Linked DNA regions of Mus musculus: all the other regions are linked to region 4. Evidence: chromatin contacts called from public Hi-C and HiChIP or PLAC-seq data. All regions are on one chromosome and are shown on one strand. Each heading gives the region's core, a stretch centred on a gene start, on an enhancer-like site or on the middle of the called end of the contact. The rest is flanking DNA. Distances are from core to core; before and after follow the strand shown. Region 1 overlaps Gm40931 (a long non-coding RNA gene). Region 2 has its middle 36 kb from the start of Gm40931. Region 3 has its middle 34 kb from the start of Gm23117. Region 4 has its middle 32 kb from the start of Gm29676. Region 5 overlaps Jarid2 (jumonji, AT rich interactive domain 2).

What was found. Hi-C and Micro-C count contacts between places; a contact is called where the count stands out from the background. HiChIP or PLAC-seq counts read pairs in DNA pulled down with a chosen protein or histone mark.
Region 1: a contact with region 4 is called in a Hi-C map of bone marrow-derived macrophages, with 23 read pairs. The contact joins two enhancer-like sites. A contact is called at or near these places in 1 of 484 Hi-C or Micro-C datasets (bone marrow-derived macrophages), 4 of 115 datasets of contacts at active chromatin or transcription factors (acute myeloid leukemia, effector CD8 T cells, embryonic fibroblasts and 1 more) and 1 of 9 other capture datasets (embryonic stem cells).
Region 2: a contact with region 4 is called in a Hi-C map of cerebellar granule neurons, with 1.7 times the contacts expected there. The contact joins two enhancer-like sites. A contact is called at or near these places in 5 of 484 Hi-C or Micro-C datasets (ECoMG-derived neutrophils, bone marrow-derived macrophages, cerebellar granule neurons and 2 more), 4 of 115 datasets of contacts at active chromatin or transcription factors (bone marrow-derived macrophages and embryonic stem cells) and 1 of 9 other capture datasets (embryonic stem cells).
Region 3: a contact with region 4 is called in an H3K27ac HiChIP or PLAC-seq map of T-cell acute lymphoblastic leukemia, with 5 times the contacts expected there. The contact joins two enhancer-like sites. A contact is called at or near these places in 1 of 484 Hi-C or Micro-C datasets (brain), 8 of 115 datasets of contacts at active chromatin or transcription factors (T-cell acute lymphoblastic leukemia, astrocytes, bone marrow-derived macrophages and 4 more) and 1 of 9 other capture datasets (embryonic stem cells).
Region 5: a Hi-C map of bone marrow-derived macrophages shows a contact between it and region 4, with 18 read pairs. The contact joins two enhancer-like sites. A contact is called at or near these places in 5 of 484 Hi-C or Micro-C datasets (B cells, bone marrow-derived macrophages, embryonic stem cells and 1 more) and 2 of 115 datasets of contacts at active chromatin or transcription factors (embryonic basal ganglia and large pre-B cells).

Annotation. Positions count from the first base shown.
Region 1 is chr13:44,579,608-44,584,194 of GRCm38.p6, reverse strand. All of the region lies in intron 2 of Gm40931 (a long non-coding RNA gene), which reads left to right. Among named protein-coding and RNA genes, the nearest start is that of Gm34276, 13 kb to the right of the region's middle. Within about 2 kb of position 1,289, at least 43 of the 459 cell types and tissues checked have an H3K27ac peak or open chromatin away from gene starts, as enhancers often do. A contact at or near this core is called in bone marrow-derived macrophages, where this site is marked.
Region 2 is chr13:44,670,645-44,675,012 of GRCm38.p6, reverse strand. No RefSeq gene overlaps it. Among named protein-coding and RNA genes, the nearest start is that of Gm40931, 36 kb to the right of the region's middle. Within about 2 kb of position 1,537, at least 76 of the 459 cell types and tissues checked have an H3K27ac peak or open chromatin away from gene starts, as enhancers often do. A contact at or near this core is called in bone marrow-derived macrophages, cerebellar granule neurons and cerebellum, where this site is marked.
Region 3 is chr13:43,904,882-43,909,434 of GRCm38.p6, reverse strand. No RefSeq gene overlaps it. Among named protein-coding and RNA genes, the nearest start is that of Gm23117, 34 kb to the right of the region's middle. Within about 2 kb of position 2,989, at least 25 of the 459 cell types and tissues checked have an H3K27ac peak or open chromatin away from gene starts, as enhancers often do. A contact at or near this core is called in T-cell acute lymphoblastic leukemia and regulatory T cells, where this site is marked.
Region 4 is chr13:44,289,542-44,294,180 of GRCm38.p6, reverse strand. No RefSeq gene overlaps it. Among named protein-coding and RNA genes, the nearest start is that of Gm29676, 32 kb to the right of the region's middle. Within about 2 kb of position 1,285, at least 50 of the 459 cell types and tissues checked have an H3K27ac peak or open chromatin away from gene starts, as enhancers often do. A contact at or near this core is called in T-cell acute lymphoblastic leukemia, bone marrow-derived macrophages, cerebellar granule neurons and 2 more, where this site is marked.
Region 5 is chr13:44,758,805-44,762,943 of GRCm38.p6, reverse strand. The region is part of intron 1 of Jarid2 (jumonji, AT rich interactive domain 2); the gene reads right to left. Among named protein-coding and RNA genes, the nearest start is that of Jarid2, 30 kb to the right of the region's middle. Within about 2 kb of position 1,958, at least 14 of the 459 cell types and tissues checked have an H3K27ac peak or open chromatin away from gene starts, as enhancers often do. A contact at or near this core is called in bone marrow-derived macrophages, where this site is marked.

The DNA.
Region 1 (4,587 bases), core at 40-2,539, 290 kb before region 4:
TTTACCATGGGCTTAGGCGAATCAGCCTTCATGAGGGTGATCTCTTGTCCAGGTGACAGGCAGGACCTGCTGGGATTTTTTAAAGTTTTTGTTGTTGTTGTTGTTTATGTGTATGGTGTCTGTGTGGCTACCTGTGGAGTCCAGCGCTGGCTCTCTTGGAGATGGGGTTACAGGAGGTTGTGAGCCATCTGGTGTGAGTTCTAGGAACCAAACTAGGATCCTCTGGAAGATTAGCAAGCTGGACCACCTCTCCAGTGCCCTGGATTAAGTCTTAAGAAAGAGGAGAAGATAGTACGTGATGCTCTTATCTTGGAGCAGAGCAGGATATCATGTCTACACACAGGGCCAGGGCATTTCTTTCTTTCTTTTTTTTTTTTTTTTTTTGACTGGAAGGCCCAGGGAACCGCAAAGGTGATGTACTTTTTCAGTCTTACTAGGGGGAGCAAGAGGCAGTGCTCAAAGCTGACTCGAAGACTTTGAGTCAGCATTTAAGGCTGTTATAACAATCCTCTTCCCTCGGGACTCGAGACTCCAAAGGATTTAGAGGCAGAGCTGAAATTAAGAAATATGTATGACCCATTTTTCCCCCTCATGAAAATCTGGAGATCTAATCCAAAATTGCTCACTGGAAGGCATGAGTGTCGGGGCTGGAGTTTGGATCATTCGCTCATGTATGACTCTCAGAACAGGTGCTCATTTAGAGAGGTAGCAGAAAAGCAGACCAGGGGACACCCCTAACCCCCTGCCTCACCCACACACATGCCAGGCTCCTGCAAGCTTGGGTCCATTGTCCAGACAGATCCAAGGACATGTTCAACTTCTGGTCAAGGACATGAATACAGGCTTCTGTCCCTAAGTTGTCTGGTCCATCTCTGTCTCCTTTCCTCATCACAATTAACAGACTGGTATTGCGAGGTTTTCAATCTTTAACAGACTTTAACGGCTGATGTTGTTAGAGGTACCACAACTCTTCTCCCAGGAAGCCAGGAGAGTCCTGCCAATCGTGTGTGTTGCTAATGAATTATGGTTGCATCATTTGAAGTCTTAACCTATGAGAGTTTTTTTTGTTTTTTGTTTTTTGTTTTTGTTGTTTTGTTTTTTCCTTTCTTTCTTGCCAGAACCTTCCTCAGCATAGTGCAGGGTCAAGTGTTACCTGCTAGCAAGTTCCTATCTTGGACTCCAGCCACTGAGCCTCTTGCTCTCCCTTCCAGGGCCCTGGGAGAGGAATGAGCTGCCAGGAGACCCTAATCATATGCATGCTGTCATCTGGAAATGATTACAGTGAGAGGACAGGGAGAACCCACGTTGATAGCATTGATTAGTTTCTTATTTCTAAGCAGAGAGAGCGCCCCTCTCTATTGCTTAAGATCCTGTTCCAATTTGTTCAGATTTTTCTCTTTGGTAGTGTAAAAAGCAAACTTATTTTGCCTTGGGAGCCCAGGACTACACTGGGCTTTGAAGACTGCAGCCATCTCTACAGGAGCTCTAGAGGCAGCTTCAACCAATGCTCAGCCTGAGATTAGCACATCAAAGGCCAGAGGTGGTCCCGAAGGGCTGGAGGAGCTTGGGGATCTAGGGATGTGGGGACCCAGGCTAGGATGGAATAATAATAATAAAAAAAAGGCTTACATTCCAATTCTTCAAATCTTTCAATTGCACGTTTGTGATCGTGAAAACCGCAGGCCGAACATACACAGGCACGCACGCACGCATGCACACGCACGCGGGCGTGCCCTGCTTTCCGAATACAAAAGAGGAATTAGAAATGAGCCAAAGAAAGAAAGCAAAAGTCCAATTTTCTCTGCCGTCTTTTCCCTAGAACCCAGAACGAGGCGCATGGAAACACTAGGTTTCCAGCTACTGCTTCAGAACCTTCCCTTGCACTAATTGCTAGGTTAAAACGAACCTCCAGAAAATAAATTCTGTCATTGCCCTGGGGTGCTGAGCCAAAATAACAACGGCAACCCTTAATAGCCAGGCTGAGCTGTGGAGGCCACAGTTATTTTTATCCTAACAAGAGGCACTGGTGATGTAGAGGAAATTGTCTCTTGGGGAGAGGATTCCTTTCGTGACTTGACCACAGCAGTAATAAGTTTCCGGGGCCCCTAAGCAGGTGTGTAGAGATGGGCGACCTTGAATGCAGATGAGGAGAGAGGATAAGAAAATTGACAGAAACCCAAACTCCCGAGATAACCTGTCGTGGAAATAAACAAGCTTGCAGAAGTGAAACACCAGGCAAGTGATAGGAGGAGGAGGCCTCTAATGAACTGGGTTTTGAAGGAAAACCCATTTGGATTCTTCTCGTGTCAGAAGTTTGTACTTAGGTAGGCTTATCTGTCTAGAAATGAAGTTACCCGACTTTGTGTCTAAAACAAATGTCTAAATTCTAAAGGGGTATAGGGATATACTCACTCTTCTCTAAAGCTTTAAGGGTTTAAGATTGATCAAAACGGTAATAGTAGAAAAGTTTGTTTAGGTTACTGATTAATTTTTGGTACAATTTTTAAAAAATAAAGATTTCTTTATTTTTATTATGTGTACGGGTGTGTTGTGTATTTGTGCGGGGGAGGGGGTGTCTGTGCTCATGCATGCTGGTGCACACAGAGAGGAAACTGCTGGTCCCCTCCGTCCCTCCTCCCTCTTCTTCCTCCCCTTGTTTTGGTTCTACATAGCCCTGGCTGTCCTGGAACTCACTATCTGGACTAGGATGGCCTCGAACTCATAGAGACCTCCTCTGCCTTCTGCTCCCTCCGCTCTCCTAGGCAGGGTCTGTGTGACTAGCCCTCATCTTCACTTCTTTCCTAAGGCTGCTAGGCTCATTTATCTCTTATTATTACGCACTGAGCACGGAAGGGGATACAAACATTTAAGGCATGGAAAGTGGTGACCTGGCCCGGGTCCAAAATGGGAAGACAGAGGCAAAAAAATATAAGTGGAAGTGTGATATCCCTTTCCTATTCAAGTCAGTACGCTTCGGCTGTGATGTGTTTATTTAATTCAGTTTATTTTATTATTCTCTCTGTCCCTCTCTGTCCCTCTCTGTCCCTCTCTCCCTCTTCCTCTTTTCCTCCCTCCTCTTCTTCTTACTCTTTTAACTTAGTCTTTTGTACTCTGGGGTGGCCTTAGAAGTGGCTCTGCAGCCAAGGATGACTTTGAACGTCTGAATGTCTCCAGGAACACGACTGCAGGTGCTCGCTACCACCACACCCTGTTGGTGCTGTGCTTGGCTTGAATTCAGGGTTTTATGTGTGCTGGGCCAGCAGCGCTAGTCTCCCTTCTCTGAACCCTCGGCTTTACAAGTTTCTTAACGGCTGAAATAATTCATAAGCCATCCGAAGAGGAGGGAAAAGGGCATAGCATTGATTGGGCGTCTAGTGTGTGCCTGGCATCCGTACTTGATAGTTCTCACAAAGATTAAATAAAGGGTCCTTCTGATCGTAGATGGGTGTGGCCAGGCACCTCACCCTCTTGACACCGTGGTTATAATGTCTTTACTGACAGGCGTTCCCTGCTAAAATGGACAGCACCCCCAAACCATGAGCCAAAAATAATCCTTCCTTAAGTTCCTTTTGTCACAGCAATGAGAAAGAGCCAGCACTACTCGACCTCAGCGGGGATGGGGTTGGGGGTGGGGCTGCCCAGGGGGCCCGACTGGGGCTCTGTGTAGGTTTCTACGCCTCTGCTATTGGCTACTCTGTGTCCATTTCTGCTTTGATTTCTCACAGCTTTATCCGTGCAATTTAAATCTACATCCAGGTTTGAATTGGAAAATTGGGGATTATATCTATGCGTGCTTTTGGCAACAGCTGATTTTGTGGTTTACATAATTGGAAACAAGAGAAGGGTTAGAACTCTAGCTTTGTCCACCGGCTCAAGCTGCACGCGTGCTTGACAACCGTAAATTGGCTGAGTTCTTTTTCTGGACGCCAGATTCCAACCTTGTTCTGCCTTTTGTTGCAGTTTTGTGTTAATTGGATGTTAACGAAAGTCAAGGGCAGGTTGTTTTGGAATTAGCTGACCATGGACCCGTGTATAGTTCATTTTAACCCGAACCATTATAACATGACGTTGTAGTTTATGTCAGTGCGTACATTGTAAGAATAATTTTAAGCCCACATTAAAATTTAAGAAAGTGTTTGGTGGGATTGATTTTGTATGGTTTCAGTATTAAGATGTGGGATGGGCAAACAATGTTGTTGTTTTCTCTAAGTCTGGTTGTCCTGTACTGTTCTTTAGATGACTCTAAAGGGAAGTTGAGGTATGTGTGGTGTGACTTGGAGAGAGACCTACTTGGGTCTCAGAGACATAGTTAAGGGGAAGGGAGGCGGGCTGGAGAGATGGCTCAGCAGTTAAGAGCACTGAAGGTCTTCCAAAGGTGCTGAGTTCAAATCCCAGCAACTGCATGGTGGCTCACAACCATACATAATGAGATCTGATGCCCTCTTCTGGTGTGTCTGAAGACAGCTACTTAAATATAACAAATAAATCTTTGGGCTGGAGCAAACAGAGGTCCTGAGTTCAATTCCCACCAACCACATGATGGCTCACAACCATCTGTATAGCTACAGTGTACGCGTATATATAAAA
Region 2 (4,368 bases), core at 288-2,787, 380 kb before region 4:
GCACACTGAGCTGCCTCCCTGGCTTCTAGTTCTTTCTCCTCCTCCTCCTCCTCCTCCTCCTCCTCCTCCTCCTCCTCCTCCTCCTCCTCCTCCTCCTCCTCCTCCTCCTCTTCTTCTTCTTCTTCTTCTTCTTCTTCTTCTTCTTCGTCTCCTCCCTCCCCCTCCCCCCCCCCCCATCTTGTGACTACAGACCTGAGGAATGCAACTTAAGGAAAGAAGGATGTATTTCAGCTCAGTCCCCACAATGACACAAAATGTAGGCAGGGAGAGCTAACTTGAATGAGGTGTGAGAAGGCTAGTTACATTGTGTTCACAGGAAAGAGAGAAGGAAAGGGGAGGGGGAGAGGGAGAAGTAGAGAGTGGAGAGAATCAGAGAGAGACAGAGACAGTCACAGAAAGGGACATAGAGGGAGACAGAGTAAGAGAGAGACAGAGAGAGTGAGAGACAGAGAGAGAGAGAGAGCAAGCACCTACTGGCTTCCTGCTTCTTTCTTTCTTATTCAGCCTGGAGCACTGAAAAATGCTAATGCCATGGACATTCAAAGTGACTCTTCTCTCTTTAGTTAAACATCTCTGGAAAGACACGTCTGAGGTGTTTTCTAGACGATTCTAAGTATCACCAAGCTGACAATAAAGACAACGTACTTTCTTTCAAAGTTTAAACTCACACACTGTGTGTGTTCGCTCCTGCTCGTGTGAGTGAGTGCAGGAGAGCATGCTCACAGCCATGTCGCGAAGATCAGAGGACATCCTGGAGCCAGTTCTCTCCTTCTGCTATGTGAGTCCCAGGGGTAGAATTCAGTTCCTCATTCTTGGCGGCAAGCACGTCTACCTGATGAGCCATGGAGGTGTAAGGAGAGAGCTAAGGGAACATTTGAGCAAGGAAGAGAAGAGGCAGCAGTCAAATCCGGGTGTGGTGGTTCACCTGTCATCTCAGCACGCAGAGGCTAAGGCAGGAGGAACCCCGTGAGTTCAGGGTCAGGGTAAGATACACGGTGAGCTCAGGTCAACCTGGGCTACAGCGTGAAGCTCGTTTCTAAACAAAACCGTGAAAAAGCACAAAAGAGAAGCCGAAGGAGGAGCAAAGAGAAAAGGAGCCAGTGCCACAGACCCAGCCAACGAGCCTGCGGGAGCCGTGATGCCAAGGAGCAAGTGATACCCAAAGCAGCGGCAGGTGACAACGCAGACATTCTGGAGAACAGAAGGGCACTTGGGGCAGAGAGCCAAAGCCACATAGGGTTGACTTTTTTTTTTTTTTTAAAGGATTAGGGATGAATCATCACCTTCATAAGCATAAATTGCCATATGCTAGCTATCAGTCGAGTGGAAAGCAGACAGCAAGTCGCCGAACTGGTCCTTCAGCCTCTGTCCTGCTGCTGGGCTGTGGGAGAGCTCAGATTCCCTCAGAGAAGATCTCATGCTCGTGGGTGTCTCTGGTGGCATGGTCCTCACCCACTCCTTCCTTTGGAGCGAGACGAAACCCATATAAACCTCATAGAAACTCAACCCCCCGTAAAGCCTCCGGACAGTGCTGAGGTTAGCAGAGGGGGAAGTTAGCCGAGCCACTAATGACAGATTCCGCCGCGAAAGCTCTGTAAACACTCTGTAATTAATTACAGAGAAAAGGGGGGTCGGGATACTTTTTTTTTTTTTTTTTTTTAGGTCACAGACTCCTTTGAAAATCTAATGGAAGCAACAGACCCCTCTACCCAGGAAGAAAGCATGTGTGTATATACATGCCAGGTTTTATTGATGTCTGGATGATCGTGAAAATCTTGAGATCAGGGCCAAGAGGGTCCACAGACACCTAGGTGAGAAGCCCTGACGGACACACGTTGACATCTGTAATCCTGTTTATTCAAACTCTCTCGGAGAGATGTCTGCTGCCAAGATCAGACAGAGAGGTATGACCAAAGTGTGGAGGAGAATGGAGAGGGCCTCATATGAGCTACAAAACAGCAGTGGAGTTCAACTCAGACCTGGAAGGTCAGTTTTCATCTGTTTGTTCTCCTGGGAATTTGAAACCTGTTATTAGAAAAATAACCTATTGATTGCTGGTGCTAAGGTTTGAACTCAGGGCCCCAGGCTTGCCAAGAACACAATCTCTCTCTAATAAATTCTTTGCTGGATATATATATATATATATATATATATATATATATATATATATATGTGTGTGTGTGTGTGTGTGTGTGTGTGTGTGTGTGTATATAAAACATTGTTTGTTTGTTTGTTTGTTTGTTTATTTATTTATTTATTCAGTTTTGGTTTTTTTGAGACAGGGTTTCTTTGTGTGTGACCAAGCTGGCCTCAGATTCATAGAGATACGGATACTTCTGCCTCCAAAGGGTTGGTACTGAAGGTGTCCGCCTCCATGGCTGGTTTAGAGTTGTTTAAAAGTTATTTTTTAAAAAAATCTTGTTTTGTGTGTATGGGTGCTTTGTCTGCATGTCTGTCTGTGCACCACATGAGTGCCTGGTGCTTGAGCAAGCCAGAAGAGGTTGTTGCATCCCCTGGACCTGGAGCTAGAGATGTTTGTTAGCTAAGGTGTGGGTGCTGGGAGCCTTTAACCAATAAACTCTCTCTCCAGCTCCCATGGAATGGAGTTTTAAAATTTCTCTCCATTAAAATGTTAGTTTAAAAGGCAATTTCTAGAGCAGCTTCTGGTGAGGTTTATGGGAAAATTATGATAATCTTACAGCTTTCTGTCATCCCTCCCCCATTTTCTTTTTATTCAACACCTTGCATTATTGCAAGAAATTGTGACTATGCTTCTAGTTTACTTTAGGATGTTATTTTTCTGAGTTTTTGCAAAACTACCCCACATACTAAACTGCAGTTTTATACAGAAGAATTTCATTGCCTTAAAAAAAAAAAAAAAAAAAAAAAAACTAGTCTCATGCCAGGTGTGGTGGCGCATGCCTTTAATCCCAGCACTACTTGAGAGGCAGAGGCAGAGGCAGGTAGATTTCTGAGTTCGAGGCCAGCCTGGTCTACAAAGTGAGTTCCAGGACAGCCAGGGCTACACAGAGAAACCCTGTCTGGAAAAACCACACACACACACACACACACACACACACACACACACACACACACAATCTAGTCTCAGCCAGGCAGTGGTGGCTCAGCCTTTAATCCCAGCATTTGGGAGGCAGAGGCAGGCAGATTTCTGAGTTCGAGGCCAGCCTGGTCTACTGAGTGAGCTTCAGGACAGCCAGGGCTACAAAGAGAAACCCTGTCTTGAAAAACCAAAAACCAAATCAAACCAAACCAAAACACCTAGTCATCCATCTTTCTTGAGCCCCCGACCCCCCCCCCCCATGTTTTGATATCTACACTCCACCCATTGTAGCACTCTACACTATCATCACCCCCAAACGTATCCCTCAGCTCCTTCTCTTCCACCTTTAACCCAAGGTCTCTCTGTTGTTTAAGGCTTCACCTCCTGGGGCAGGCTAGAGTGTCTGAAGTCTGAAGATTCTCTCTCCTCCCAGCCTGCCATCTTACCATGGAAGCTGGGCTTTTGTACCCAGCTTTATGTTCTGGGAATTCAAACTAAGTCCTTATGTCCAAACTCTGTCTCCTGAGCTATCTTCTTAGCTCCCACCTCCTCCTTTTTGGAGGCAAGAGTCTCCTGTAACCCTTCATAGTCTCAAGGTCACTATATAACCCAGGCTGTCCTTGAACTCTTGATCTTTCTGCCTCTGCCTCTCAATTCCTGGGATTTTAGGCATGTAACACCATATCTGGCTTGAGTCTACAATGTCTAAGATTGTTCAGAAAGTCAGAATGGATTTAATTAATCCTCACAATGGTTTTCAAAATGAGTACTTTTTAATTTTGTTTTGTTTTGCTTTTGTTTTTCAAGACTGGGTTTCTCTGTGTTCCTTTGGCTGTCCTGGAACTCACTCCATAGACCAGGCTGGTTTTGAACTCACAGAGATCCACCTGCCTCTGCTTCTCGAGTGCTGGGATTAAAGGTGTGTGCCACCACTGCCTGGCAAGAGTGTTTTTTTTTTTTTTTTTTTTTTTTTTTTTTTAGGGGCCTGTGCATGCTAGGCAAGTACTCTACCACTGAACTATATTCCTAACCCTCAAAAACCTCAAAACTTCTTTGTCTCTTGGTGCCTGGATGCAAGTGCCTGCCGTTGTGAGCTATCATGTGAGTGCTAGAAATTGAACATAGGTTCTGTAGAGTGCTCCCAACCAGTGAGTCATCTCTCCAGCTCTTATACAGTGTTTTTTAAACAACATGATGTGCTGGAAGGTGTTGCGGTCGAATGAGAACTTGGATAGTCAGTTCTGTCTTTTCATTTGCATGTGGGTCAAAGGGATTAAACTCAGGTTACCATACCCGCATGCAGCAAG
Region 3 (4,553 bases), core at 1,740-4,239, 390 kb after region 4:
ATCCATGGAGAAGCCCTGTGGCTTCCTGGTATTCTCAGCTGTCAGGCTGCCTACAAGAACCCACCGGCCCCCTGACAACCACCTAGGCTGTCTTCATTGCCTTCCCTCCCAGTCAGGTGTGAGAGGCTGGGGGGGATGAGGGGCGAGGCTGTTAATCAGTTAGGCAACCCTGATTACATCTTAATAACAAATGCAAAACACCGAGAGCAGCAATTTGCAGTAATGGGAAAAATCAGCAGGGCCCTGGGGTGAGACAGGAAGTAAACACTCTCCAGGTTCAAATTTGGGGAAGGAAAAAAAAAATCACTTGTGAGAACCCTGGTGATGCCAGGAGAAGCCTGTGCCTTGCTGCTAGATGACAAGAGACTGCAGAGCAAGGAGAGGCTGTAGCCAGGGCCAAAGGCCACTGACTCCCTGCCTGTCTGCGGAAGGAATCTGCTGTGGGATGCTTCCAGTGCACAGACTCTTACCAGCCACAAGAGGCTAGGCTCAGCCACCAGACCCAATGCCAGTTAGAGAGTGAAATAACGGAGGAAAAACGAAGAAGAAATTTAGCCGGTCAACAAGAAGAGAAATGAATAAAGGGGTCTCCCTTCCCCCAACTTCGCCTTCAGGGTATAGACCTGAGCTTCTTGGGTTAAATAGAGGATGAATTGGGGCAAAAGGCAAGTGGTGCTCAAGAAAGGGTTAATCATTTTTTCAGCACTAGTTCTGTAAGGTGATCCCCAAAAGTCCTTAGTGCTTGAAGGGACACCACACTGGTTCTTCAGAGAAGAGTATTTAAGCTCCAGATTGCAGCCTAGCCACAGGGAGTCGGAGGAGCCTGAGGCCCAAGGTGGCTCTATCCTGCAAGGCTTCGCTCTTCCGAGAATCCGGAAGAGGACAAAGGCTTATCTTGGTTCTTCAGCCTTGAAGGGGAAAGATAAAGGTTAAGTAGACACTCCCTAAGGAGATTAACACGCCTATGCTGAGCCTTGCTGGAGTCTGAGCCAGAGCCAGAAGGAGACAGACACCGATGTAAACAGCTGTGTCAGAATTTAATCGCTCTTAGGCCAAAGCGAGGGTCTACAGCGTAGATGCCATGATTTCTAGCAAGAGTAGCATCTATGAGCCCGTTATAGGAATGCCACACTCTCCCTCATCTTGTCCACCAAAAGTCTGCCAGAAACCGACAGGAAAGATCTCTACTGGTCAATTCTGGCTAAACAAGCATACTCAACCGAAAGTGCTGCGGGGTGGCCAAGACAGATGACTGCTGTCTGCCTCAAGAGTCCTTCCTACCTTAGTCACACCACGTCAGAAAGCTGAGGGAGGCTTCAGTACATGGTATCCAGCCAGGAGAGCCTTTCTTTTTATCTCTCATGATCCATTTGGAATGCGAAGGCGCAGTTGTTTCCCACTAGAAGGTAAATTGCTTCACGGTGACCATTTTTCTTCCTCTTTTGAGAACATTCCCAACCCCGAACACACATATTTTTCTTATGTGTAATTTGATCCGGATGGTTTCTTGACCTGCATCCAAATCAAGCCGTGGGTAATTATTACTGTCACTATTGTTATTAACACTGATATTTATCATAATCTCACAAATGCCGGGGACAGCCCTTAATCTTGCTGTTTTATTTGGTTGAAAGGAAAATGTGAAGCGCTGGCCTCCCTCCCGGTTTAGCCTCTTGTATTCAGTTTTTACCAAACTCCTACATGGGGATAATTAGCCCAATTTCCAGGGATCCCGAGTCAGCTATAACTCTGAATTGTAGTCACAGGATGGAGCCAAGGCCAGCAGGTGGAAGTCGCTGAAGTTAGATTAATCTCACTGACACAAGGACACATCCAATTGTTAGGGCTCATAGCCAGCTGCCTGTTTCTGCAACCCAGCTCCTTGGAAATAGAAACACTCACGTAGAGCCCGTAGAGGATCATGTATGAGGTCGTAGAACTGAAGGGGAACTCCCTTCCACTCTTTGAAGAATTGCTAGTCTCAACTAAAAAGAAGGAAGCCGTGGAAAGATTCATGCATTTATTACAGGCAGGGAAGCGCTAACCGTGATTTGGAAACTGAAGAACTCCTCTTGGAGAGTAGATGGAAACTGAAGAACTCCTCTTGGAGAATAGATGGGCGGAGTGGGGAAACGCAGAAAGTTTGTAGAAAAATAGTAAATGGCTTTCAGGGAAACCCAGTAGTGTGCATTAGAGAGTATTCTGTGGCCTGTGACAGTCTATTTGGCCTGGATGCGAGACAGTGGTTTGGGAAAGATTCTCTATAGACCAAACTATGGCTTGTGATGAAAAGTCCACCCAGGTGTGTTCACCAATCTCAGCCATCTTCCTGGGATCTGAGCTGCGTTTTCTCTGGTTAATAGAGCTGTGTGTGCAGCCTGAGAGGGCACTCTGCTTCTCTGTGGGCAGATGGGATCTTGGGAGGATGTGGGGCCTTTGTAGAAAATCTCTTTCTGTTAGAGATGGGTGGAGACAACGGAAGGCCAGGCACCTTAAATTCTGTGTTAAACATCTGGCCTTTTAGGCATTTGGGGGTACCAGTCGCTGAGTTCCAATTTAGAAAAAGAATAAATTTGGTCTGCACGGAATTCAGTTAAGTCTGAGGCAGGGGGGCCCAAGAACCTGCATTTGTTGCTGGCACGGAGACAGACTCCGATAGCAACAGAAGAAAGAGTCAGTTTAGATTGTTAAGCTCTGCTCCGGGTCTAAGGTTTTATGGTGCCCCAGGAGCAAATTATTTAAGTAACCAGAATCCACCTCCCTGTAAAGAGTTGGGCATGGCCGACCCGTTAGAAGTGTTAACGAAGATTCAGAACCAGAGGACTGGGTTTAGCTCCACCCCCAGCATAATTCTGTCTTCATAGAAGACCTCATTCACTTTCTCAGGGGCTGCTCCCCCCCCCACTTCCTCCCCATCTCAGTTTGCTGGGCGTCTTCCATTGCTCATTGGGTTCAGATGGGGAAGCACAGATTGGGGTGGGGAGGACTAAAGCTGCGGCTGCCTTTTGTTCTCCTTGTCCTGGTTATACACGGTCTGACTTTGATGCCTTGAGACGAAACAGAACAACAACCTGTTTCCGGACATGTGATGAGGACAGTCACATCACCTTACCTGATGATCTGTATGTGACCCTACGCAGGGGTTGTAAAATCATCTGAGCCCATGTGTCTTGTGTCCCACAGGCAGCTATAGCGGGGGAATAAGGAGAGGCGAGCAGTCTCACAATACCTTGTAAAGCCTGTGGGCGCTCTGTGGTTGCAGATCACTTCCCGTGGACATCCTTGTGTCTGAGCAGCTTACCCTGTACAGCCACACATGAGGCACTGTTTGGAGAAGGAGCATGACACTGGGGACAGCAAACACTGTAGGAGAAAAATCCAGGCCATTTCCACTCTGTAACTAAAGCTTTCTTGGGCTAGAGGGATGTGGGGGAGGCAGAAGTGGGGAGGAAGGAAGGGAAAGGAGTCTTGAGTTTCACCAGGAAGCCCGAAAGGAAAAGAAATGGTACAAACCAGGGTGTGCGTGTGAGGGATGGGCTCTGGGGAGGGTCCCTGGGCCTGCCAGGGACTCCTCTGATTCTACCCTGCCTGTTGCAAAGAAACAGCCTCCAAGAAGCCCTTTCTCCATCTCTATCCTCTAGCCTTGCATCCTTTTGGAAACCTAGGAAACATATTTGTGGACCAAAGGAGTGAGGAGACAGGCAGTAGGCTAAGAAGAACCTCTCAGCAGAGGTCTGGGGATAATATGACAGTATCCAGAGGAACATAACCCTGCCCTAGGAACACATTTTAAAACTTCATACCTCCTGAGGTAAAAAATGAAACCTGGAAGAAAGAGGAGTATCTTGATTTAGCAAGGAATTGATTTTTATTTTTTTAACCCCTGGAGTGAATGTTACCAAAATAAACAAAGAGAACATTTCAAAACTATATATATATATTTTTTTGCACCCTTTGCATTTTAATTTGGCTTTGCAGCTATTATAAGAAGCTCAGGGGGAAAGTCGCAGGTAAAATTCTGGAGAGTCCTAGCGAGCTGTCTCATCTTTGAAACTGTAGCAATGAGGGGACAATAGAAATGGGTTCAGGGGATTCTCAGGGGCTCTGTTTGCATGCTGGAATTCTTGGTCCTGGGCTCTTGCATCTCCCACAGGTCTCTGACATACTAGAGGCCATAGAAAAGAAGCAAACTTAGTTAACACCAAAAAGATCTTGTCCTGCCTATCCTACAGAAAGCTGTAAAGTGGTTCCTGAAGCTGGAGAGATGGCTCAGAGGTGGCACAAGAAGCCCGAAGACCTGATTTCAGATGTGAGCAGCCATGTAAAAAGCTGGGCATTGTGGTGTACTTCCACAACCCCAGGGCTCGGGTAGAGGAAGGCCCAGGGACAAGGCTCCTGGGGGCTCTCTGGCTAGCTAGTCTAGCCAATCAGTGAACTCCGGGTTCAGTGAGAGACCCTGTCTCAAAAATTAGAGAGTAATAGAGAAAGATGCCAGATATTGGCCCGTGACCTACATGTGCAGACATTATTGAGTGCAGTTACACAATGTATGT
Region 4 (4,639 bases), core at 36-2,535:
AATGGGATGCTGTATGTTTGGGTAGACTCGCATCGTTTAAAAGGTTCTTGCAGTTTAGATCTTGCGTGTAATTTGTTACATTAGCTCTGGGCAAAAATATTTGCTTTTTGGTCCTTTGTGGTTTGGGTTCCTCCTCAATACTGACCTGGCATGCTAGAGAAGGCAGAGCTGTGGAAACGAGCCATGGGGAAGGGGAGGGAGGTGTCGGCGAGCCCGTGCAGTAAAGCTTGTTGCTAATGGCAGCTTGGTAGACTGTAGGAGCGGGCACGTGATTTTCCTGGCTCGCTTGACAGTTCTTGTGTATTTTGGATCTTACCCTGTTGAGAGCAGGAAACCGAAGCAGCTTGGATGAGGCCCTTTAAACTCAAATGGAAGTTGGGAAAATGTTCCTCCCAATACATTAGATTAAGTGAGAGTGGGGATTTTGTTGTTGTTTAAAGTGAAATTCACCCTGTTTTTATGAGTCCTGACAATATAAAGGTTGGCTGTCTTTAACATGAACAGACCCACAATGAGTTATTCTAATTGAGAATTTGGCTATCTTCTTGGATTCTAAACCTGTGAGCACTGGGTAATATTCCACCACTAAGGGCTTACTCCTATATCTGTGGAGACAAGAATGAGGCAGATACCATGCCCCATTTTATTAGAGCAATTACAGAAAAAAAAATCCAGTCCTTCTCCATCATTCATAGTCCAATAATGGAAAATTCTAGAAAGAACTAAAAAAATTTTTTTTTTATTTCACATTGATAGGGATCATATTCTGGGTCTAGTGAATGCCAGGCATTCAACCCCAGATCTATACCCCCCAGGATCAACTTGTAAGCTTTTTCTCCTCTCCTCTCCTCTCCTCTCCTCTCCTCTCCTCTCCTCTCCTCTCCTCTCCTCTCCTCTCCTCTCCTCTCCTCTCCTCTCCTCTCCTCTCCTCCCCTCCCCTCCCCTCCCCTCCCCTCCTCTCCCCTCCCCTTTCCTCCTCTCCTCCTTTTCTTCTTCCTCCTCCTCCTTCTCTCTCTTTCTCTCTCTCCCTCTCTCTTTCTTTTTCTCTTTGAGACAGGGTTTCTCTGCGTTGCTCTAGCTGTCCTGGAACTTGCTCTGTGGAACAGGCTGGCCTTGAACTCAGAGCTTCTCCTGCCTCAGCCTCTCAGTGCTGGGATTAAAGGTATGCACCATGCCCGGCTCAATTCATCAGCTTTGTATTGTGCATTTATTGAGCAGCATAACAAAAATCCCACGTGTCCTGCCTGAGACAGGAAGTCTCCTTTGCTCAGTGTACCCTCTCTGTGTGAGCTTCCTGCCTGATTGCCATTGGGTAGCTGCCTCTGTTCTCACATTCACACTCTAGGTGCTGCAGAGCCTGAGCTCAAATGAGTCTTATTTTACTTAATAATGTTCCCAGAGCACAAGCTAGGGATGTCGGTAATTCAGATATGTCAGCGTTTCCTTCAAGAGAAACTGAAAGTACAGGAAAATAGTTTGAGAAAGATGAGGTCACTGAGACCCAAGGTCACATTGGATGCATGTGACAAATGTAACGTTTCTTCCTGTGGTGATTCTTGCAGGGGTATCTGGGTATTCTGGGCATTGCCTTGAGGTTAAATAGTAGCCACAGTGATTTTAGACCTGCTCCTTTCTACGGCACAGCATCAGCCTCAGAACAACAGCACAGAATGTTTTATAGCCAGCTTTGATCCATAACTGTAGAGGAAAGGGGAAGCTAAAATACTCCTTGCTAGCTGTCACTCAGAGAGCCAATGTGGTCCTTGTGAGCAGGCAGATCCTCTGCAGGGACATACCTCTGCCTTGGGCCCTGGTAGCAAAACCTTCTCTTCTTGTTATCTCACCCTAGGTGACATAGTGGCTTCTTGGCATTGCTTATCTATGGGTCGGTTTGAGTTCCATAAGGGTTTATACAACTCAAAACTGTATGCCTCTACGATATATATGTGTATGTGTGCTTTGATATGCGTGTTAACTGTGCATTGATAAATCTAGCTAACTAATAGATGTATGACCTCACGTGCTAAGGGTTTCGATAGCTTGTGTCTAATATTTTTCAATACCTCTGCAGCACCATGCCATGTATGAGATACTGGCTTGTCCAGCCAGAAGACTCCTCAGGTACAGCTCCGTCCCTTATTTTTACTGATTAATTAATTAATTAGTTCCTGAAGTGGGTACTGACTTTTCCAAAGTCAACAAGTTTCTGGTGGGGAGGGCAGACAGAGGAGACATTTCACAGATGTGTGCAGATAAGTACTATAGCACCTTATCTACTGTATCATATGACACCGATTGGATACATAAAAATTGAAGTATTGATTTCCCAGTGAGCCTTCTCATTGCTGGGCCTTCGTCTTCAAGCAGACATTTTATATTGAGTGGACAGAAACGTTAATTAAGTAATGCAACTCATGTTTATTGATTGTTACTAAGGGCAAGGCTCAATGCTGTGTGCTCTGGGAAGGACACACATGGATAGAGAATGAGCCGTGTTCTCAGGACCTTCTCTCTCAAGGAAGAAATTGGAAGTATTTTATCAAGGATTCTGTGCATGTCAAGTTTTCTGTGATTACACAGAACACTGCGGTCTCCACGTGATGCATGTAAGTAGTGTGTACCTCACACATGGAAAAGCAGAAAGCAGCTTCTATAGGCAGAGTTAGAGGAAATCCCACAGAGTGAGTGGCATTTCATTGACCTGAAACGAGCAGATATTTGGCCACCTTTACCTGGTAGGAAAGAGTTAGGATCAAAGGTGAGGAAGGACACAGTGAGTGGCTGAGAGGGACTGGAAAGCTGTTTGGTCAGATGTGGAGAAATCAATTTGGGTAACTGTGAGACATCACCGTTAATGGACTCTAACATGTGGACTGTTTGAATATGAAATGTCCTCCAAAGTCTCACGCTCGGAACACTCGGCCTCACCTGCTGACGTTATTCTGGGAGACGTTGGGAAACTTTTGCGGCTCGGAGGTAGATCCAGATGCAAAGAGCTAGAAACACACCTGACCGTCTGGATCGATCGTCTGGAGACGATCCAGGGTCTGGCACATGCTGGGCAAGTGTTTACCATGGAGCTATCCATAGCTGCCTTCCTTTTTCACTTTTCGTCTTGAGGCAGGGTCTCGCTAAGGTGCTCTGAAGTCTATGTTGATTGAAGTCTAGGCTAGCCTTGAACTCATTCTGTAGTCCAAACTGACCCAGAGTCCTTAGCCCTCCCGCCTCTGCCTTCCAAGTAGCTGGAATTATCGGCCTGTTCCACCATGCCAAGCTTCAGACACCCCGACCTCCTAGTTCCATTGGTTCAGGTTTAGTATAGTTTTCAACATAAATAATTGAAGATGAAGTTAAAGCAATTTGAAACCTGTTTTTTATTGACTAACAACCCACCAAGCCATTTTCACTCTTTCATTTACAGACGCATATACATACTTGCCATTAAGCATAGGAACATTTTCTCAGTTTCAGGTTGGCCATCTCCATGATCCGAAGCACAGGGGTGATATGGGTACTTGTGTGTGGGTTCTGTATGCTTTCTTTTCTATATCTACTTAATTCTGGTTTTCTACCTTTACCAGCTAGTATCCTAGATGTTTATTGCAAGGGTGTTTTTAATGGCTGTCCATAAAGGCCTTACTTTAAGCTTTAAAAAATAATCTTGACCGGTAGGAGAGATGGCTCAGCAGTTAAGAGCACTTAGCTCTTGCAACCAGGGTTGAGTTCCAAGCACCCACATGGCCACTCACAACCAGCTATGACTGCAGTTTTAGGGACACACTGCCCTCTTTTGGCCTCTTCCGGTACTGCATGCATGTGCAGACCCATGGGCAAATACTCATATCCATCAAATAAAAATAATCTTTTAAAATAAATGAATTGAGGGCTTTAAAAACACTGCTGACATTTTGATTTGTGCCTATTATTATTATTGTTGTTGTTATTATTTTGAGACAGAATTCTTACTTCATAGCTCTGACTGGCCCTGGAAACTCACTGTGTACACCACGCTGGCCTTGAACTCATAGAGATCTGCCTCTACCTCATGAAGGCTAGTACTAAATGTATGTGCCACTATGCCTGGCTCTGTTGATTTTTGAAAATGAAATCTTTAAATCTTTAAGGTTTTTTTTTTTTTTTTTTTTTTTTTTTTAACTTTGACTGGGAGCTTGGCACTTCCCTATCCGTTGCTTGAGTTTTAAAATGTCTGTCACTTTGCAGTGCACTGTTTCTTCCCGTGCATCTCTCGCTGTTCTTTCAGTGGTTCAGTGGTTGGTTTACTTAGGGTGACATAGTATGTTGCACGCAGCCACATCATGAGGCTTAAGAAAACAGCCAGATGCTCTAAATGCAGAAAGCACGCAGGGCTCTAGTCCCAGCGCTTTGGAGGAAGCTACATCTCTTTGAGTTCAAAGTCGGTTTGGTTTCCATTGCAGGTTTTGTTTCAGTGAGGGTTCCATAGCGAGGCTGTGTCACAACAACAACAACAACAACCACAACAACAACCACCCAGCATCCAGATGAGGAGAGCGGATGAGGTGAGAGGCTGAGGTTTACTCTGATCTCAGACTCACTGTGTTCTGGAATGTTCCTGCGTTCCTCAGGGAGCCCCACTTCCTAAAGTACCAGAGGTTGGATG
Region 5 (4,139 bases), core at 709-3,208, 470 kb before region 4:
GTGCGTGCGTGCACGTGTGTGCACGTGTGTGCGTGCGTGTGCGCACACACACACACACACTCACACACTCACACACTCACACACTCACACACTCACACACTCACACACTCACACGGTAGGCAAAGATGTGTATTACCTAGCAGGATTCAAGTGCTTCAACTAGCAGGATTCAAGTGATTTCACAAGTCATTCTGGTGGTTGCTAATGTTGAAGTGTACACACACATCCCAGGACCAGGAACTTTAAATGTTAAGTCTGTATACTAGAGAACTTCTTTTATATGCACCAGAAAACAAACATTTAGGGCCACAGCTAAGGTGTTTAAATGAATAGTGGAGGGGAGAAAAGGAGGCTATTGTCCATAATAAACAGGTAGTCAGGGCCTAATGGCTTAGCGCTTTTCTGTAATACTAGTCTATATAGTGAGTCCTTGGACAACCATAGGTACATATTAAGACCTTGTCTAAAACAGGCAGGCAGACAGGCAGACAGACAGGCAGATTACATTATGTATGTAGCATCATTTGTTGAGGAGGGGGGTTGAATTAAAGCAATTTCCCTCTTCACACTTTCTTTGCAGATCTGAGATTTCTGCTTCCTCGTCCTTGACATGGCTTTTGTGAATGCCCCTACCCCCTTTACTTATTGTGTGGTCCTAAGATTATAAAAAGTTAAAAATAACCCACACCATAGGGGGAATCCTAGCCCCAGCCAAGACTTAAGAACGACAGCTAGAAACCTCCAGTTCATGCTTCATTGGGGTGGCATTCTTCCCAGTAAAAAGCAAGTCTGGGATCCTTACTCTAGGGTAAGAGTCTTCTTCAAGGAAAGCCCTCTCTATACTAGAGCTGAAATACCTTTCACTGCCAGGGACTAAGCCACCAATCAAGGAGTACACATGGCTCCAGCTGCATACGCCTTGTCGGGGGATCAATGGGAGAAAAGGTCGGTCCTTGGTCCTATGAAGGCCCCCAGTGTGGGGGAATCGAGGATCAGGAGGCTGGAGTGGGTGGATTGGTGGGGGAACGCCCTCACAGAAGCAAAGGGAGGAGGGATGGGGTTGTGGGGAGGGGCGGAATGGGGATAACATTTGAAATGTAAATAAAGAAAATATCCAATAAAAATAGCTTTATATAGGGCTGGTGAGATGGCTCAGTGGGTAAGAGCACCCGACTGCTCTTAAGGTCCGGAGTTCAAATCCCAGCAACCACATGGTGGCTCACAACCATCTGTAACAAGATCTGACTCCCTCTTCTGGAGTGTCTGAAGACAGCTACAGTATACTTACATATAATAAATAAATAAATCTTTAAAAAAAAATAGCTTTATATAATTCTGGGTCTCTGCACTGAGAGACCAGCTCTTGTTTCCATGTTTAAAAAAAAAAAGAAAGAAAAAGAAAAAAGAAAAAAAAATAACTTTTACTATTTTCCACCCTACCTAGCCCATTTCATGGTCAGTTCTATACGAAAATCTCAAGCAAAATAAGGCCATTCAAGCAGGTCTAAACTTAAGTCCTAAGGTAGAGCTCTACACAAAGGAGTTAATCGACTCCTAGTCCAACCACTCCTAAAGTCAAGGGACCCCAGACCTTCTCCCTCCTCATCTGTACACTGTTTCTTTCACTGGCCAGTAACAGTGTCATGATGGAGCTTCCTTCCTCCATTTGCTCAAGTTTTTACTGCTGTTTTCTGTTTTATTTATTTTTTGAGGTGCTACAGTATTAACTCTACTCAAAAGCTCTCCTATATGAAACATTGGCCATGACTTTTTTGTAGTAGTAGTTTTCTGACCTCATGGTTCATAAGAGTTCCAAGAGGCTGTTATAAGTAGTCAAGGACTGCTGATTTAGACTCAGAACAGGATTCCATACAGCACAAGACACACCACATGTCCTCTACTTAAGCATAGCAATCAATCAGTTTGTGCACCATTGAGCAACTTCTTCTAGTAGAGCAGTGTGCAGGGCCTGCTGCACTGTTGCAACTGACTAAACCTATATATAAGCAGGGCTCAGAGTTTCTCCAGTTCCACTCCCAGCGCTCAGTATAGAGCAGTGCCAAACCATTAGACCATAGACCTCTCCTATATGGAGCATAGACCAGGAATCCTTGATTCCTGGTCAAAACAGCCACATGGATCCTAATGTATCTGTACTGCTCTAACCTACAAGTCTGCAAAAGCAAAACTCAAGGGAAAAGGAAGAACAAAATTAACCAGAACCACTTCCTCATAACTTTCACCCAGGATCGGTTCTTAGATCCAAGAGGAAGAGAAGGCAGCACATCCCTTCCCTGCTCGTGTCATGGAGAAAGAGTGCATGCAACTTTCCAGCCAACCTTCCCACCTAAGCTGCGGGGTAAACAGAGGACGCATCACAGCTCTCAACCGCAGCTTCTCTCCAACAATTGGGGGTTTTCTCCATTTAAGAAAGGAAGCATCCAAGCCGGGCGTGGTGGCGCACGCCTTTAATCTCAGCACTGTCAGAAACCCTGTCTCGAAAACCAAAAAAAAAAAGTATCCCCACTACCCCTAAACCCCATTATTCATAACTTAATGTACAAACTCTATTAGGCAAAGAGAAGCAGAAAATCATCTGTCCCGTTTCACACAGTGACTTCCCTGGTAGCAGTGACAGAAGCAATTAGGTTAATACATCAATATCCCCACATAAGACAGTATCAACTAAATAGAAAGACTAAATAGATATAGAAGCAAGGTTCAGAGAAGAAAAGGGAATCACCATGCTATTATATTCACTATTTAATAAGAACATCAACTGCAAGTCCTTGAACTTAAGATTATATACCTTTCTACTGAGATATTCATATAATTCAAATCTATTACTGTAGAATCCAGGTCACTGGAGAGGCAAAAACTGCGGTAGAAAGTGATAAAATGGGACTTTAATTAAAATACGAACAGTCCAAGTCCAGCTAATTCAAAAGCATGACTCCAGCACCCACCTAGTCAGCAGGGAAACAACAGCTGCTTCCAATTATTACAGCGGATTTTAAATTAACAAGTATCAGTGTCTAATGAAGAAGCTGTGCAGGTAAATTTCCCACCAACAGCTCTATGTTCAGAACTGAAAGAGCTCAGTCAGTAAAAAGTTCTTGCTTTGAAAGTGTGAGGATCTGAGTTCAGACCCCCAGTGCCCACACAGATTGGACAGTCTAGGGTGCTGTAACTAAGATGCTGGGGAGAAATTGGGGCAAAGTACTCCAACTGGCTAGCAAGCCAATCTTGTTAACCAATGAGCTCTATCTAAGCTCAATGAGATCATAATCTCTAAAAATAAAACTGATGGCTAGAGACACTCGACCAATGTTGATCTCTGGCTTGCACAAATATAATACCACCCCCCCAACACACAAACACACACATCTGGAGGGGAGCACAAACAAGAGTGATACTTCCTTTTGGGTAAGGTTTTCTTCTCTTCACCTGTCACCCCAAGCGCCAGTTTCCCTACTGTCCCAAGTCCTGGGGTGGTCCAAACTCCTAGCAGGCACCAAGCAAACATTCTGTGTTCTTCTGGTCTATTAACCAAAGTCAGACAAGTAACCCAGAAAACCCATTTTTTATTCTATCACATAAGACACTACTAGAAAGGTTCATGCAATCCAATACTAGCAACTTGTAACCTAATGCCAGTTCCCAGAGACCACTATTTCAAAATTTTAAATATTTATATATTTTAATAAAAATTTCAATATTTTAGGGTGGAGGATTCTCCCTGACTCCCACAGGACAACAAGTTTCTAACTAACTGCAGGTGGAGCTTTTTAAGGGTCTCAATGCTGAGATCTCAGAATGCAATCAGTTTTGGGGAAAGGCAGAGTGGAAACCTCTCCCTAGGTCCACCCAAACCCGAGTGCCAGGGATCATCTAGCACCTTACCTCTGTGGTTAAGAATACTTACTTGCCTCTCCTACTCTTCTACTCCCAGCCACCCAAAGAGCAGATTCCCAGCTGTCAGTAAGTGTGTCTAGTTCCTGAGCATCTGATGCCCTCTTCTGGCCTCAGCAAGCACAAGCCAGAGGTACATCAGCAGAGGCAGGTAGATCTCTCTCTGTCAACTCCAAGCCATCCCTGCCCACAAATCAGATTATGTTAGAGAGAGAGAGAGAGAGAGA